Regions from separate parts of the Anser cygnoides genome. Here region 2 is linked to region 1. Evidence: chromatin contacts called from public Hi-C data. All regions are on one chromosome and are shown on one strand. The core of a region is the stretch at or near the end of the contact, and the rest is flanking DNA. Distances in the headings are between cores, read along the strand shown. Region 1 holds the start of ARL8B (ADP ribosylation factor like GTPase 8B). Region 2 holds the start of ITPR1 (inositol 1,4,5-trisphosphate receptor type 1).

Region 1 (6,620 bases), core at 1,199-3,698:
TATGCAGACAGCCTGACAGTGGAAATGCGAAGCAGAGTCAAAGTCTAAAGACCTGAGAAACCCTGTGTGGAACAGTCAGTAGAATTATGTACCCAGATTAGTGCTCAGTGCTGCCTTGCCGATCATAGCAAAAGGGATTTTGGAGAGCCCCATAATTTGAGGTGAATGCCAAGAATGTACTATTAACTCGGTGTAATGAATTTTATCATTCCTTTGCGTTTAGACACACATAGCTTTTGTTATGCTGCACACTATAGCAGGATTTTAATGGGAGAAATATTCATAATGTTCAAACGCAGACACATCAGAACCTGCAAATGCCTGAAATACTCTGCAACTTCCCTAGGCTCGAGAAAACAGATGCAGCATCCCCATTTGCTGGCTCTGGAAGTATCTGATAGTAAATCACAGTCTGTTGCCTGAAAACACGCCACAAATGGGAAGAGACTTCCTCTACTAAGGATTTGCAGCCCATGCAGAAGGTCTCTCTGATATCTTTGCAGTACAGTGGGAGGGGGCATCGTGTTGTTGTTGTCAGCTATAAAAGCGCTGGGTACCTCTCGCACTATTTTGTTCCAGTTGGTGAATTAGCAAATTGGATTGGCTCCCGGGAGTAAAATATTCATTTATCATTTAATCGAAAACATGACTGCTGTATACAATGTGCTATTGCCTGTTCCACATCTGTTTCCAGTGAGCTACTATGCTCACTTCAGGAAGCTTTTATCTTTGAAATAATGACGGGCACACAGGAGCAACCGGCCTCTCAGATCAGCCCTTAGCTGGCTCGTTCAGTCTGAGTGCTACAGCTTCCAGCTCCTGCAAAATCTTCAACATATACCTGTGCAAACCACAGGCAGAAAGGGACTTTGGAAGATAGTCTTCTGTGCTTTAGCCAAAAAACAGAGAATACTGTGGGCTGCCAGGTCCTCAGATGCGCGATGTACTAGCAGTGGTGGGGCTGGGGCAGGGGGTGGCCCCCCAGCTGTGTGGGGGCTGACAGGGCAAGGCAGGGGAGCCACTGTCTGGTTCTGGGCCCCCCAGTACAAGAGAGACCTGGGCATACTGGTAGGGTCGCCAAGGTGGTGGAGGGGCTGCAGCACCTCTGCTGCGAGGAGGGGCTGGGAGAGTTGGGGCTGCTCAGCCTGCACGAGAGGAGGCTCCGGGGAGGCTCCCCCATGTCTGTAAGCACCTGAAGGAAGGTGTGGGGAAGACGGAGCCTGGCTGCGCTCGGCAGTGCCTGGTGCCAGGACCAGGGGCAGTGGGCACAGCCTAGAGCACCGGAGGCACCCGCAGGTGTCTCCAGCCTTATCTGGTCTGGGACTCTGTGATCCTGCGACAAACAGATCCTGTTACATATTCATTTGAGAGGGTGGTTGGGCACTGGAACGGGCTCCCCAGGGACGTGGCCATGGCACCAAGCCTGCTGGAGTTCAAGAAGCGGTTGGAGAGCGCTCTCAGACACACGGCCTGATTTTTGGGTGGTCCTGTGTGGAGCCAGGAGCTGGACCTGATGACTCTTGTGGGTCCCTTCCAACTCAGGATATTCTATGATTATACAATCCACTAATAACTCTTAATGGAGGGAATTCGAGTGATAACAATTTTTCTTCATCGTAAGAAATCCTGAGGAAAAAAGAGTGCACTTCAGGTGAAGGGACATGGTTCTCCTCCCTTGGGCACCTCAGGGACCCTCCTACGTCCGTTTTTCATCTCTGCCTCCACATGCTCAGCTCACATCCCTCCTGCCTTGGCCTCCCTCAGCAGGTGCCACAGTTGAACTCTGTGGAGCTGGCTCTAAAACAGACAGGTTGTTTAGAGGAGTGGTGTTTGCTATGTAGGTGAAGGTGTCCAGTGTGTAACTTTGCACTGCTCCTGCCACCTTTGCTTAGGTGTGTGCACTGGTTCGTGTTCTTTTTCTGCTGTTCTTTAACAGAGTTAGGGATTTCTGATCTCCCTCCACCTGCTATTGGCTCTTCTGTACGGAACCAGGGTTATCTTGGCTGGGGAGGAAAATAACCAGCTTCAGGTCCGTGACTGGTGGAGATGCAGTGCCCAGGGCAAGTTCCCTGAAAAGCTCTACACAAAATGCAGGGCAGAAACTGGACAGCGAGCAGGCGTGCAAGAACGGCCAGTTGTGAAGCTGAGCCTGTGTCTGGATTCCCCGCGAGCACGCCTTCCTTTGTGTTTCACTCGTTTGACACCGGCGGGTCCCGCTCACACCGCGGCACCACCGCCCCTCACTCCCCATCCCCTGCCCGCCTTCCCCAGCGCCCACCCGGGGGCGCCCCAAGATGGCGGCGCGGCCCGCCCCCCCCCCCCGCCGCGCTCCCGCCCAAGATGGCGGCGCCGCCCCTCTCCCTGCCGGTCCTCCCGGGGCGCCGTGCGGGCGGCGGCCGGCAGGGGGCGCTGCGGCGGGCGGCCGGGGGGTGGTGGCGGCGGCGGCCGGGCCGCGGCGTCACATGAGGGCGGCGCGGGGGCGAGCCGGCAGCGCGGGTGCCCGAGAGCCGCCGGAGCGCTGCCCGCCGCCGTCCCCGTCCCCGTCCCGTCAGCGAGGGCCCGGCCGCAGCCATGCTGGCGCTGCTGTCCCGGCTGCTGGACTGGTTCCGCTCGCTCTTCTGGAAGGAGGAGATGGAGCTGACCCTGGTGGGGCTGCAGTACTCGGGCAAGACCACCTTCGTCAACGTCATCGCGGTGAGCGGCAGGGACCGGGCTGAGGGGGGCGATGCGGCCCGGGGGTGCGGCCGGGCGCGGTGCTGGGCCGGGGGGCGGCAGCACTGAGGGGGCCCTGCCCGGCCCGGCCTCATCGTGCGGCCTTCCCGGGGCTCCCCCCCGGCCCAGCACGGGGCCGCCACCCGCCGTCCCCTCCCTCCCTCCCTCCCTCCTGCCCGGCCGCAGTTTCGGGGTTCCCCCCCTCGCAGCTGCGCTCCCGGTTTTGCCTCTCGTGGCCGCCGAGGCCCGCGCCCATTGCCTCCTCGCTCTGGAGGTGTGCGCTGAGCCCGGCAGCAGCCTGCCGAGCCCGGGCCTACTTGTCTGATAGCCGCCTGGAGCAGATGAGGGAAGGGTGTGGGAATCCTCCCACACGGAGCTCTCCCGCTGTCGAACGAGAGCAAGAGTGGCGTGCTTAAATGGCTTGTTCGGCTTCTTCAGCGCCCTGCCCGGCGGATCCACGCCACAGAACGACCGAGGGGGCGAGTTCAGAAGGGGGGGCTGACGGGGGCAGGCAGGGGGCCTTGGTGCTCTGCAGGGACCGGGACTGGCCTGAGTCTAGCGCACCTAGAATTGTCCGCAACTTCAGGCCCAAACAGACCTTCAGCCTCTTCTATGAGGTGGCATCTTAATGTTTCTGAGTGTTCTTATGAATGTATTTATTTAAGTGCCACAGTTGATTGAAAAACTGGATAGGGAAAAAGACTCATTCTTCTGCAGTTACACATGGTTCTTGTTACAGGGACAGTGTCAAAACCTAACAAAGCTCTTGTGCAGCTGAATCTTAGTCTTAATGGTCTTCACGATACCCACGTGAAGTGGGTCTGCCTTAGTTAAAAGGTGACCCTTCCTCGGCCTGGTTAAGGAAAAGTTGCTGGACTCACCTGAGGGCTCCAGAAGCCTTTCCTCTCACACGCCAGTGGCTGCAGCTTCCTCTGCTCCTGGATTTCTGCAAGTGGAACTCATGAGCCACTGAACAACCTCAATGTGGGGGCCCTGAACTGATACTGCTTGGTGCGTTCTTGCAACTGAATTTGAGTAATTGGGATTACTCTGCAGGTTTCTCCCCTTATGTCATCCCAGATGGCGACTGCACGTGTTGAAGTACTGCTCATCTGTGCCTTGAAGCACAGCTCCTTCAAGGAGTTAGGTGAAACTGCTGCAGGTAACGTGGAGTACCACAGGATAGCTGCAGTGGTCACACAGCATTTTCGTCCATCTAGATTGTCCCAGGTGGTAAAAGCACTGGAAGTAAAGCTGGCAACTGCGTCCAGCTTGCTTTGCTAGAGGTTGAATCTTGCAAGGTTTTGACTGCTCATTAGGATCACACCCAGAAATTTATCTGAGTAAGTGTCATTCAAATAGGCTTGCAAAACTGACTGAAATAAGGAAGTCATTATGCATAAGACACAGGATCATTTACTGCTTCAAGTCTGGAAGCAGTAAGGCACATTTCTGAGGCTTTTAATTAGGAAATCTAGTGCCTCTTTAAGAAAAGCAGAGTGAGGGAAACTTGCTTAGGTTTTTATTATTGGCTTAAGAAAAATAGCGTGAGCTTTAGTTGTCAGCACAATGCAGTCCGTGGCGTGCAGAGCTAACCTCTTGTCAGGTGTTGTCTTGTCTTTAGTTCAGAGCGTGCGCAGGGAAATTAGTGCTGGAAAAGAATAACTGCTCTCTGCAGGCCAGTTAATGCTTTGGGTGGAAGTAGCTGTCAAGCACTGGGATTCCATAAAACTGAAATGAGAGGAATGACACAGCAAGATGCTAGTCCTGTAGATAGCTTTAAAAGCTGGATTACGTGCCAGGATGTAGCTTAAGGTTGCATTCTGCCTAGCAAGGGGCTGTTACCAGTCTCCTGACAGCAGTGAGTTTAATGTGAGTCTCTAGCGTAGTCTTGTGTCTGGCATGGGTCCCCGCTACGATCCGGCACATGTAACCAGAGGGAAAGCTTGAGCCCATTACGTTGGAGGCTCGATACAACTCCTGGATGACCGCTGAGGTGGAAATGCCACGAGAGGCAAACAGTCCAGTTCTAGAGCAGCGTTTGTAGGCAGTGAGCTGGTTTGGGCTGTATTTATCTTTCTAGTCTGAACAAGGAGTTAGTTTGTAACCAGACCAAACTTCGTTTGACTAGGGGGCTTAGCAGCCTCAGCAGTGAGATCTGCTCGCAGCTGGATGCAGCTTCTGCTTTGCTGTTGGCTCCATATTAGTCACGGCCTCTAATTAGATATTTAGCATAAGTTTTCCGTGTGCGTGAGTAAACTTGCTCACAAGGGAGGATATCATTTCCTTCTGCTCCTAATTTCCATAAAGTAGATGGCCTGTGGCTCCTTTCAGAGAAACTGCATGTCATCCAGCATCGCATCGGGCACGGCAGGCTCCTTATCCGAGGGCTGGAAGTGACCATTATATTCTGGAGTCTGCAGCATCTTCTGTCGCTCGCCTCTCTGCAGCCAGCGCCTGTCCACGGGCTTTCATCAGACCTGCTGTCAGAGCTGCAAGTCACAGCCACGCTGCCGCGGGAGGCAGGACAGGCAACCGAGCTCCGTCACGTGGCGCAGCTGCAACATGACTCGAATAAACGGGCCGCTTCCAGGCAGCAGGGCTGCTTCCGCGGCAGGAAGGTGCTCCGTGGAGGGGCGCTGCGCCCTGTTGGCAACCTTGCCTGCAGCGCCGTGCAGCGATCCTCGACCCAGGCGTCTGCAACGCTGCAGCTTCAGGGTCTGGGATGCAGCGGGCAGGAGAAGGGAGCTGCGAGGGAGGCAGGCTGCCCTGGTGTGGTTGTCGGGTTTAAGAGCTAAACTTAATCTGTTCTGTGCGTGCTGATAGGATAAATAAGATCTCTTTTTAGGATTTCTGTCAAGGCCTGAAGCAGTGTGTGTTTTCTCTAACTGTGGCGTGTCTGACAAGCCTTTGAGTGAGGCTTTGGTCCCTGGAAAGAGACAACACCAAACGAAGCTCCTCGGAATGAACGGCTCCGCTGGGCAGCAGCAGCCGTGGCTTCCTTCAGTCCTTGTGACTGTTACACGTAACTTTGTCTTAGAGTTGTCCTGGAGGAGCATGGAAAAGCATTGTTCCAACCAGCTTCAGCGCTGGCTTAGTGCCTTCTGAAGCACCCAGGTAGGCTGTAAAGAGTATACGTTGACGCTCGGTAGCACTTCAGTGAGAAGTGCGATACATCTTTAAGTGAAGTGCTCCTTAGTTGCAGGAGTCTATTGAAATGGATTGCCTCACTTCATTAGGTAACAGGGCAACACCAAGTGACTCATGTTCAGTTAATACTGTCTTTGAGGTCCTGCTTGCTGTACCCCAAGTGGTCTGAGATAGAAATGTTTCTCTGTTGTCACGGTCTTGAGTTCTCACGTAGCTTGTGAACTTGTGTTCAAGCTTCTGAACGTGATCACAAGTAGCTGAAATGCTGAAGTACTTCAAGAGGAAGGTGACTGCAGGAACCATGGAGCCGACTTGTCCTTGTGTGATGCACGCCCGTGGTTGAGGCCATCAGTGCTGCAGAAGAGGCATAGTGTACGGGTAGCTTTATATAATGCTAAAGTGACTGCTTTTTGAAAAGAACTTGTAAGATGCAGCTTTTTTCATAGTGTAGGCAGAAATCTAGGGGCAAACAGCGGGACTTACGATGGTGTTCTCATTCAGGTGGACTAGGAGTGTCCTGGCTGGAGTCTTTGTGCAGTAACAAAACTTATGTGAAGAAATCTGTCCTATAGCAGTAATAAATCACGTTAGCTTTGAGATGCAAACCAAGGTCAGCCCTACCACTCCCTGTTGCTATAAAGAATCCCCTCGTGCAGGCAGCGGAATGGTGATCTTGTAGCTGGTCACCGAGGACCAGGTGGATGAGCCATTGTAGATGTGGTTTCTGGTGCCAGCAAGAAAGCTGCCACACTAGCCAG
Region 2 (7,471 bases), core at 2,865-5,364, 240 kb before region 1:
TCCATTGTTCCCAGAAACGCGCAGAACACTGTTACTATACTTGCATCTTCTTTAGGCAGCAGGGCTTTCTATTGCTCAGCTTATTATCGAGTAGCTGCACTGAATTAGACTACAGAATCCTCAACTATCACAAAATTTTTCAAATCCCTTCGCTCCTGCTCTTCTAAATTAAGGAAAAAAAAAAACCTAACAGCATTGTTGTACTAGTACAAAGATGTCCTAGGACCCAAAGGTCAAGGAAATAAATAAATCCGCGTGGACGTCTTCAGCCACCTGTTAACTTAACCCACGCTGCCTCAGTCACACTGCAGGGAAGGTTTTTAGTTCACAGATCAAGACACTTGCTAAAAGTAACAGTAAGTATCTATCCGAATGCCCTTCCAGACTCCTGGGCAGCAAGGCAAGACAATTTGGTCTCTCCACTACTTACATCCAAACCACTCTAGCATGCAAATTCCAATCAAATACCACACTGTGAGGGCCTACAAAAAGGGTACGTTTTAGCGTGGATTTTGCCATCATCAATGATGACAGAAGACGAAACCCCTCCGCCTTACCTCTGTGAGGTACCCGGTAGCATTCACGAACCTCTCGAACTCCTCGTTGCTGACCTCGTGCCGGTCCATGTAGAAGCCGTTAACGCGCACTCTCCTGGCAGGCCACTCTCCATCCTGCCGGATCTCCGGCTCGTCGGTGCCCATCGTGAACTCTCCTCCCGGAATAGCCACCATCTGCAGAGGAAGCAGTCAACACCAAACAGGTTACAAAAATTAAAGACTGACAAGTCTCTCATCGGTCTTACTGCCCCGTTCCCTCATCTTTGAAGGTGCTCTTGGCTTGCAGCAGCGCTTAACCGACGGATGAAAACAGCACAGCAAGGTAACGACATTGACATCACGATCCCCACCCGCCCAGAAAATAACACAAAGCAGAACTTAAATCGAGAGCAAAAACTTTCTTAAACTTAAAACGACCTTAAACTTTAACTGTTTCAGTAAGATGTATTCCCTTTAAGGCTTCAGCCAACTTCCAGGGAACCAAAACACGTTTCCCCTCTGCCTTAGAGGGTTCTTCCTAGGAAGACAAAGGCCCTGAAGGCCTTGCCATACCTCACTGTGCGCTTCCTGAGACCCCGCTGAAGAGCGCAGGCTGAGCAAACCATTCCTCACCCAACAGCTGTTCTCCCAAAAAAACAGGAGCTGCCACGATCCCTGCTCAGGAGCCTGTGCTGGAAGCACAAACGACAGCTCAGGCTCCTTAAAACCTTCCCAGCTGGCAGGCGACGTTTCAAGGGCTAACGCCACCCAAGAGCTACTTCACCGAGAAGCCACCCGACTCCTCACCAGCCAACGAATGCAGTAGGGAAGAAAACTCCCTCTGCTTCGTTCTCAGTATTCCCAAAGTACCCTCAGTCCCAAACTCACACTGAACTCAGCCACCTCCCTCTGCTGGCAGCGGATCAGAGGCCTGTGCGTGGGCGAGCACCAGGAAATCCTGTCAGCACTGACAGAGGCGTCCCTTAGGGGAATAACCCAGCGTGCATGATGCCCCAGCACACGCTGACAGGGCGCATGCCCGTCTGTGCCACACACTGCTCTTACAAGGGATTCGAGGAGGTGAGGCAGTGACAGAAAGCAAAGCGAGTACTGCTCGTTCTGAGGGACAGCAGCACTTGGTGCGAGATCCTGACGTTTGGTACGTCAGAAATGCAGGTCTCATAACAGAACTACTCCACGAGGAAAGTTCCCAGTGTAGCATGGTCCTAACGCTACTCCACAAGTGTCATCTCAGTTCTGGCAAAAAAAAAAGAAGGCTAAAAAAGAACCTCAAAAAGAAGAACCTCTTTCCAATCCGCCGTAGCTAAAACAACTCCTGGAAGCGGTCCTCAAAGCAAGACTGAAAACTCACTCGGGAAGCGCTGTCTGAAACCATACGAAAAATTAACTCTCGCTGTGCAGCCTGGCGTTCATTTCCAAACCCTGAAACATCCTGACATTGCCAGGCAGGAACCCTGACAGCCTGCCGGGCGGATTCAGCTGGGAACGCCCCGAGGCTTCCTGACGAGCACCTGCATCCCAGCAGCAGCACCTGGCTTGTGCGCGCAGCTCCGTGTGCTCAGAGGCCCGCTCCGGCAGCGGGGCCCGCAGCGCTGCGGGGCAGCCCCGCTACCACCGGCCTTGCGGTTCCCAGGAGGCGGCGGCACCGCCGCACCCGGCTGCTGCCGAGGCCGGGCCCGATTCCCCTCGCTTCCAGCTGACCGCAGCCGGGTGCCGCCGTGAGCGCGGTGCAGGCGAGCTGCGGCCGGCCCTCCGGCTGCCCCCCCGCACTCCCCGCTCCCCCCGCCGCTCACCGGCCCGCTCCTGCCGCTGCCGCCGCCCGCTGCTGCCGCCACGTAGCGCCGCGCCGCCGCCTCCCGCCCGCCGCCGCGGCCGGCCCCGCAGCCGCAGGCCCCGCTGGGAGCCGGAGCCGGATCCGAATCCGGATTCGAATCCGGATCCGGGTCCGTCCCTGCCGCCAGCAGCAGGGTCAGGGCCAGGAAGAGGGGCAGCGCCCCATAGCCGCAGGGCGCAGCCATGTTGGGCGGCGTCACGTGCTGCCGCGGTCACGTGGCGGCGGCGCCTTAAAGGGGCCGCGCCTGGCTCCCGGTGTTCTCCCCCTCCGCCTGGGGGCTGCCAGGGGCCGCCTCGGGGCGGGGGGCGCCCGGCTTCTCCTTGCTTCTTCCTGGGGTCACCGCAGTTCTTGGAGAGTTTGGCGCTCCGCCACGTAACTCTTTACGCTGTGGGGAGGTTTCTGCTCAGGTCTGCGCAGAACGGACCCGCTGGGTCCCCGCCACGCTGGAAGAAACTTTCACTCTGTGGGACACCAGATCCCTGCACGTAACTGCACAGATTAGGACATGGCAGCTAAAAGAAGTACGGGCAGAGCGAAGGGGACTCCTGTCTTGTTTTCTCTTACACTAGTACTGCAACTAGTAAGCAACACTACCCAACAGCGTGGGCTGTATGACATTGTAGCGTGTGCTGGCATCACAGCGCTGGGCACCTTCGCAGGCGTGCGTTCCCAGCAGCTATCAGCAGTCCCTTTTGCCCCGTGATGCACTTAGAAAATCAAAAAAAACAAGCGCTCACAAACTTGATAATAACCTGCCCGCATCAGAGCCATGAGGTGCCGGCTGTGCCGTTACGGAGCTCAGGAAAACCAGCTCGTTTCCAGCCCGCTGGGACAGGCTGCTGGTGTATCCTGCCTGCTCGTTCCCATTGCTTGCTTCCCTAGAATTCTTTTTTGCATCTTTTCTGTACTTTCATCAGGAAGGTTTATGTTCCTGTGTTGTTTTAGGAGACTAGACGAAACAATTAAAACGACAGGTTGCTTCTGAACAGCACCCAAGTTCCAGCTTGTGACCCTGAGGGCTCCTGAGGACTTCCTTTGGTGTCATTTATCGACTACGTCTGTGCTGCTAAGTCATTTCTTCACAGGCAGGAAATCTCTTCCACACGGAGTTTAATTATTCTCTTTCCTGGTACTGAGTGTGCTGTGCTTCAGAATTAAGACACTGATTTGACTGTTATTAAAATATTACAGAAATGGGAGACCTATCCATAATTGTCTTTCCTTCAAATCCAGCAAGTTCTTTGCACTACTCGATCAGTGGTTTTGGCTGGAGGGCCTTCACTGGCACAACCTCCGCGGCCAGTGGAGAGCCGACCCAGCAAAGGTAGTCCATGAGAGAAATTGTTGCTCTGATACTCCGTGTTCCAGAGAGGCTGCCAAAGAAGCAGAAGACAAACGACGGGACTGGGTTACGGACAGCGCTGGGCACCGCTGCCCTGCCCGGTTCCCGAGGAGGGACGGCCCGCAGCAGGGCCGGGGGGGCGGTGAACGGCGAGCAGGCGGCGCCCGCAGCCACCCCGGCGGGCCCGGGCAGGACCGCGGGCCGCCCTCGCTCCCGGCCCAGCCCTCAGAGGCGCAGCGGCCCCGCCGCCCGCCCCCCGCCCGCGGGGCACGCCGGGCGCTGTAGTCCCGCGGGCTCCCCGCTCTCCGCCCGCTGCCGGCGTCGGCCGGAGGCCGGGACTACGCTTCCCAGCAGCCCCCCGGGCCGCTATATAGCGCCGGGCGGCGCGCCCCGGCGCGCAGTAACCATGCGGACGGGCCGCTGAGCGGCGGCAGCGGGGCGCAGCCTCCGTCCCAACGGCACCGGGCAGCGCCGCCGGCATGGGGCTGCCGCGCCGCCGCTAGCCCGCCCCAGCCGGAGCCAGGTAGGGCCGGGGGGGGCTCGGCGAGAGCCGGAGGGGCGGCCCTGGGGGGGGCTCCCGGGGCTGAGCGGGGGGCGGCGGGGGGGGGGAGCGCGGCCGCTCGGGGCTCGGGGGTCCCCCGGCGGGCGGCCCCTGCTCCACCCGCACCCCCGGAGCCGCCCCGGGACCCCAGCTCCGCCCGGGGATCTCCGCGGCCCGGCCGTGTGGGAGGCCCCCTGCACGGCACCCCCTTGCAGGGGGGCGCGGGGCGAAGCCGCCATCCATCCCCCCCGCTCCCTCCGGCCGCTCCGCTGCCGGGCGCTGGGTTGCCCCGTTCTGGGCTTCCTTTGGAAGCCCCCTCCGTCAGCCCGCCCCCTCGGGCAGCGGGCACCCCCGGCTCCCGCTGCTGGGCCGTGGGGGTGGTGGCGGCACGGGGCTGGGGGCTGCACGCAGGCACCCCCCCGGTAGCCGCGGGGCCACAAGGAGCCCCACGGCCCGGCACGGCAGGTGGCACCGAGCCGTGTTGGGCTGCACACGTGCGAGGCGGCAGCCGTGCAGCCAGCGGCCGGTGCGTGCGGACGGCAAAGGAGCCAGCGTGGGGTCTGACAGCAGCCCCAGGGGGTTCAAAGCAGTGCTGTTATGGGGTGCTGTCGGTAAACTCCTCGCTGAATTCGTTACTTTTAACGTGTTCCCCAGGACGTCTTCTGTTCGCCAGTAATGATTTTTTCCTGCTAAAATAGCTCGTTTCACCCCCAGTGACAGCGTTTGCTTAGACGAGTTCCGCTGCCCTCCACCTGCTTGCTTTGCAGAGGTCGTGAAGGCTGCAAGTAGGGAGCAATCCGGCTTCCTCCTGCAGAGGTTCATAAATTAGGAAGTAAACAAACAGCAAGAGTGACTTCGGTTCGCCTCTGCAACCGTGGGGTGGAGCCTAGCTGTGGGAAATAGCGTATTTTTCAAAGAATTGCTGGTCACGAGCAGCAGGGCTGGAGCGTGGGGAAGGCCCTGGTGGAGAGCGGTGAAGAGGGAGAGGGCTTGGCGGTGCCCTGCTCGGCGGCACTTGTCGGAGCCCTCAGAGCCCTGAGGGACTGACAGGCGGGATGCAGCGGGGTGTCAGCGACAGTTGTGGTTCCTGTTAGAAATGAGAGGTTAATGGGGCCTCATGGCGCTGTCCATCCTCTTGCATCACCCCGACAAATCGGTGTGTGGGTTACACCAGAACCCTGAAGAATTAAGTGCAAGTGACGAAAGGGAACCTGAGGTCCTGGCTCCCCGCAAGTGCCATCGCAGTCTAGAGCGAGCCTTGCAGACGGTGTGTGACACCAGGTCTTGGGCTCAGCCTTGCTGTAGAGGTAGTGCTGGATCGATGTCAGGACATGGCAGTGTGGGGAGACGGCCAGTCGCCCGCCAGAGCGGCAGACTTTGGGTGAAACGTGCAAGTAAGATTGTGGCGTTTCCCGCGTCGTACGTGCGTGTGAGAGGAGCAGTAACGGTCTGGTTTCTGCCTCGATACCAGCCGGTGGGGTCCTGAGGCCTGTTCTGGAAGCAGGAGCTCCTTCCAGTGCTGGTGCCTGCTGGTGCCTGGCTGAGATGGGCGATAACGAAGCCAAACTTTTTTCAGCAGGCTCCGAGCAGGACGCAGGTCTGTGGGGCCCTTGCCTCGTGCTGTCCCCGGGACGGAGCAGTGGTGAGCCGGTGCGGCCCCCCCGGGCGGCTTTGTTGGTGTCAGCGCGGGGCCTGCTCCTCGGGGCCGTGCGACGCGACAAGTTACGGAGCATGCCGGGAGCCTGCGGCGGCGTCACGCCATAAACATGAGAGTTGTAGTTGTAGGATTGTGCTGGAAGACGGGAGGAATCTCGGAATCCCGTGGGAGGTGGGATGAGGGTAGTGGCTCGGTAGTAGCTGGTAGACTGGCTGCTCGCTCGCCCGTGGGTGAGTGTGAGGGAAGGCAGCTTCACCAAAGCAGCTTACAGGGACCAGAGGGGCTTAGAGCTGGAAGACGGCGTGCTGGTAGAAAGTTATGTAAATGTAACATTTCTGTCACGATGTGGCTGTGGTATTAATCTGGTTTCATAAAAAGCTTCCTTATGGAATGCTCCAAATTCGTTTCTTCTGCTGCTGAGGTGGCACCTTCGCTGTTAGCTACTGCTTCAGGAGCCTGGAGCCGTTTTTCTGCTTGCTGTTGTGTAGTAGCACCGAAGAGGAGTTAAAAACCTTCGAGCAGTAGCCATGTAGCCCCCTGCACTGCAGCCTGAGCACCCAGTGCTGACTGACCTGTAAAGCAGAAGGCTTGAAAAGCCAGCAGACATCTGCGAGCTGCAAGGCAGATCCTGTCCACGTCCACGGTTACTCAGAATGATTCCTGTGTTCTTCGTCGGGCATCTCCCAGTGGCTGCTGCGGGAGGCAGGGTGCCAAGCAGCTCGAGCTTTGATCCGGCCCGATATTCCTTTCTGACTTCTGTTCCCAGCAGACGCCACAAAAGCACCACCGCCGTTGTTGCCTGGCTCTCCGTCTTGGCACGGAAGCGCTGTAGCTGGGGATGGAGACAGAGCTGGCTTCCAGGGGGCTGCAGCTCCGCGCTGGGCTGGCAGAGGCAGCCACGCGAAGTGTCTGCAGTTCTTGCGTACTCTGTACCTGTTGAGAAACTACTTTTCCAGGTCTTCAGCGCGGTTGGGTTCTGTAGGACCGTGTTCTTTTTTTTTGGGGGGGGGGGGGGGGGAACTTAAGATAAACTACAGGAACCATAATTCCGAAGTAGAGTGAGGATGCAAAATTCAGCTCTGGATTCTGAACTCAGAAAAGTTTCATTTTCATAGTTGTGGTTTTGGTTAAGCCTATCAAAACTTGCATCAGAACTCTTTTTTCCCCTTCCTACCAGTGTTTTATTGAGAGTAAGAACTACAGATCTGGGGAAGTTAACCCTCTAGGGAGACAAACGCATTAGAAATGTGCGTGGAAGCATGTGTTATTCTGCTGATTTACAGCTTGCAGTGATGTAACTCCATCCTCATCTGCCAGAATGCTAATGTGAGGAGCGCTGCGGCCAGCTTAGTGCTCCTACCTCCCCGATCGCTCTGCTGAGCAGATTATCAAAGGACGGTAAACAGCTCTGAGAAAACTGAGTGCCAGATGAAAAAAAGAATCGGGATTAGAATGTTAGATAACATTTCTGCTTTTGGAGTAATCTGACACTTTAGTTATAGGGAAGGAGGCCTGGATACTGAATCCAGATGTAACGATG

Evidence for each region. A called contact is a pair of places that touch in the nucleus more often than the background predicts.
Region 2: a Hi-C map of liver shows a contact between it and region 1, with 2.1 times the contacts expected there. The contact joins the promoter of ITPR1 here to the promoter of ARL8B in region 1. A contact is called at or near these places in 2 of 7 Hi-C or Micro-C datasets (both in liver).

Annotation. Positions count from the first base shown.
Region 1 is chr10:3,933,112-3,939,731 of Taihu_goose_T2T_genome, reverse strand. It overlaps ARL8B (ADP ribosylation factor like GTPase 8B), which reads left to right and starts at 2,448. Exons shown (of 7, transcript XM_048070792.2): 1 at 2,448-2,694. The coding sequence starts at 2,572.
Region 2 is chr10:4,173,226-4,180,696 of Taihu_goose_T2T_genome, reverse strand. ITPR1 (inositol 1,4,5-trisphosphate receptor type 1) reads left to right here and starts at 4,114. Exons shown (of 60, transcript XM_067003328.1): 1 at 4,114-4,256. It overlaps SUMF1 (sulfatase modifying factor 1), which reads right to left and starts at 3,166. Exons shown (of 9, transcript XM_067003014.1): 1 at 3,144-3,166; 2 at 558-731. The coding sequence starts at 731.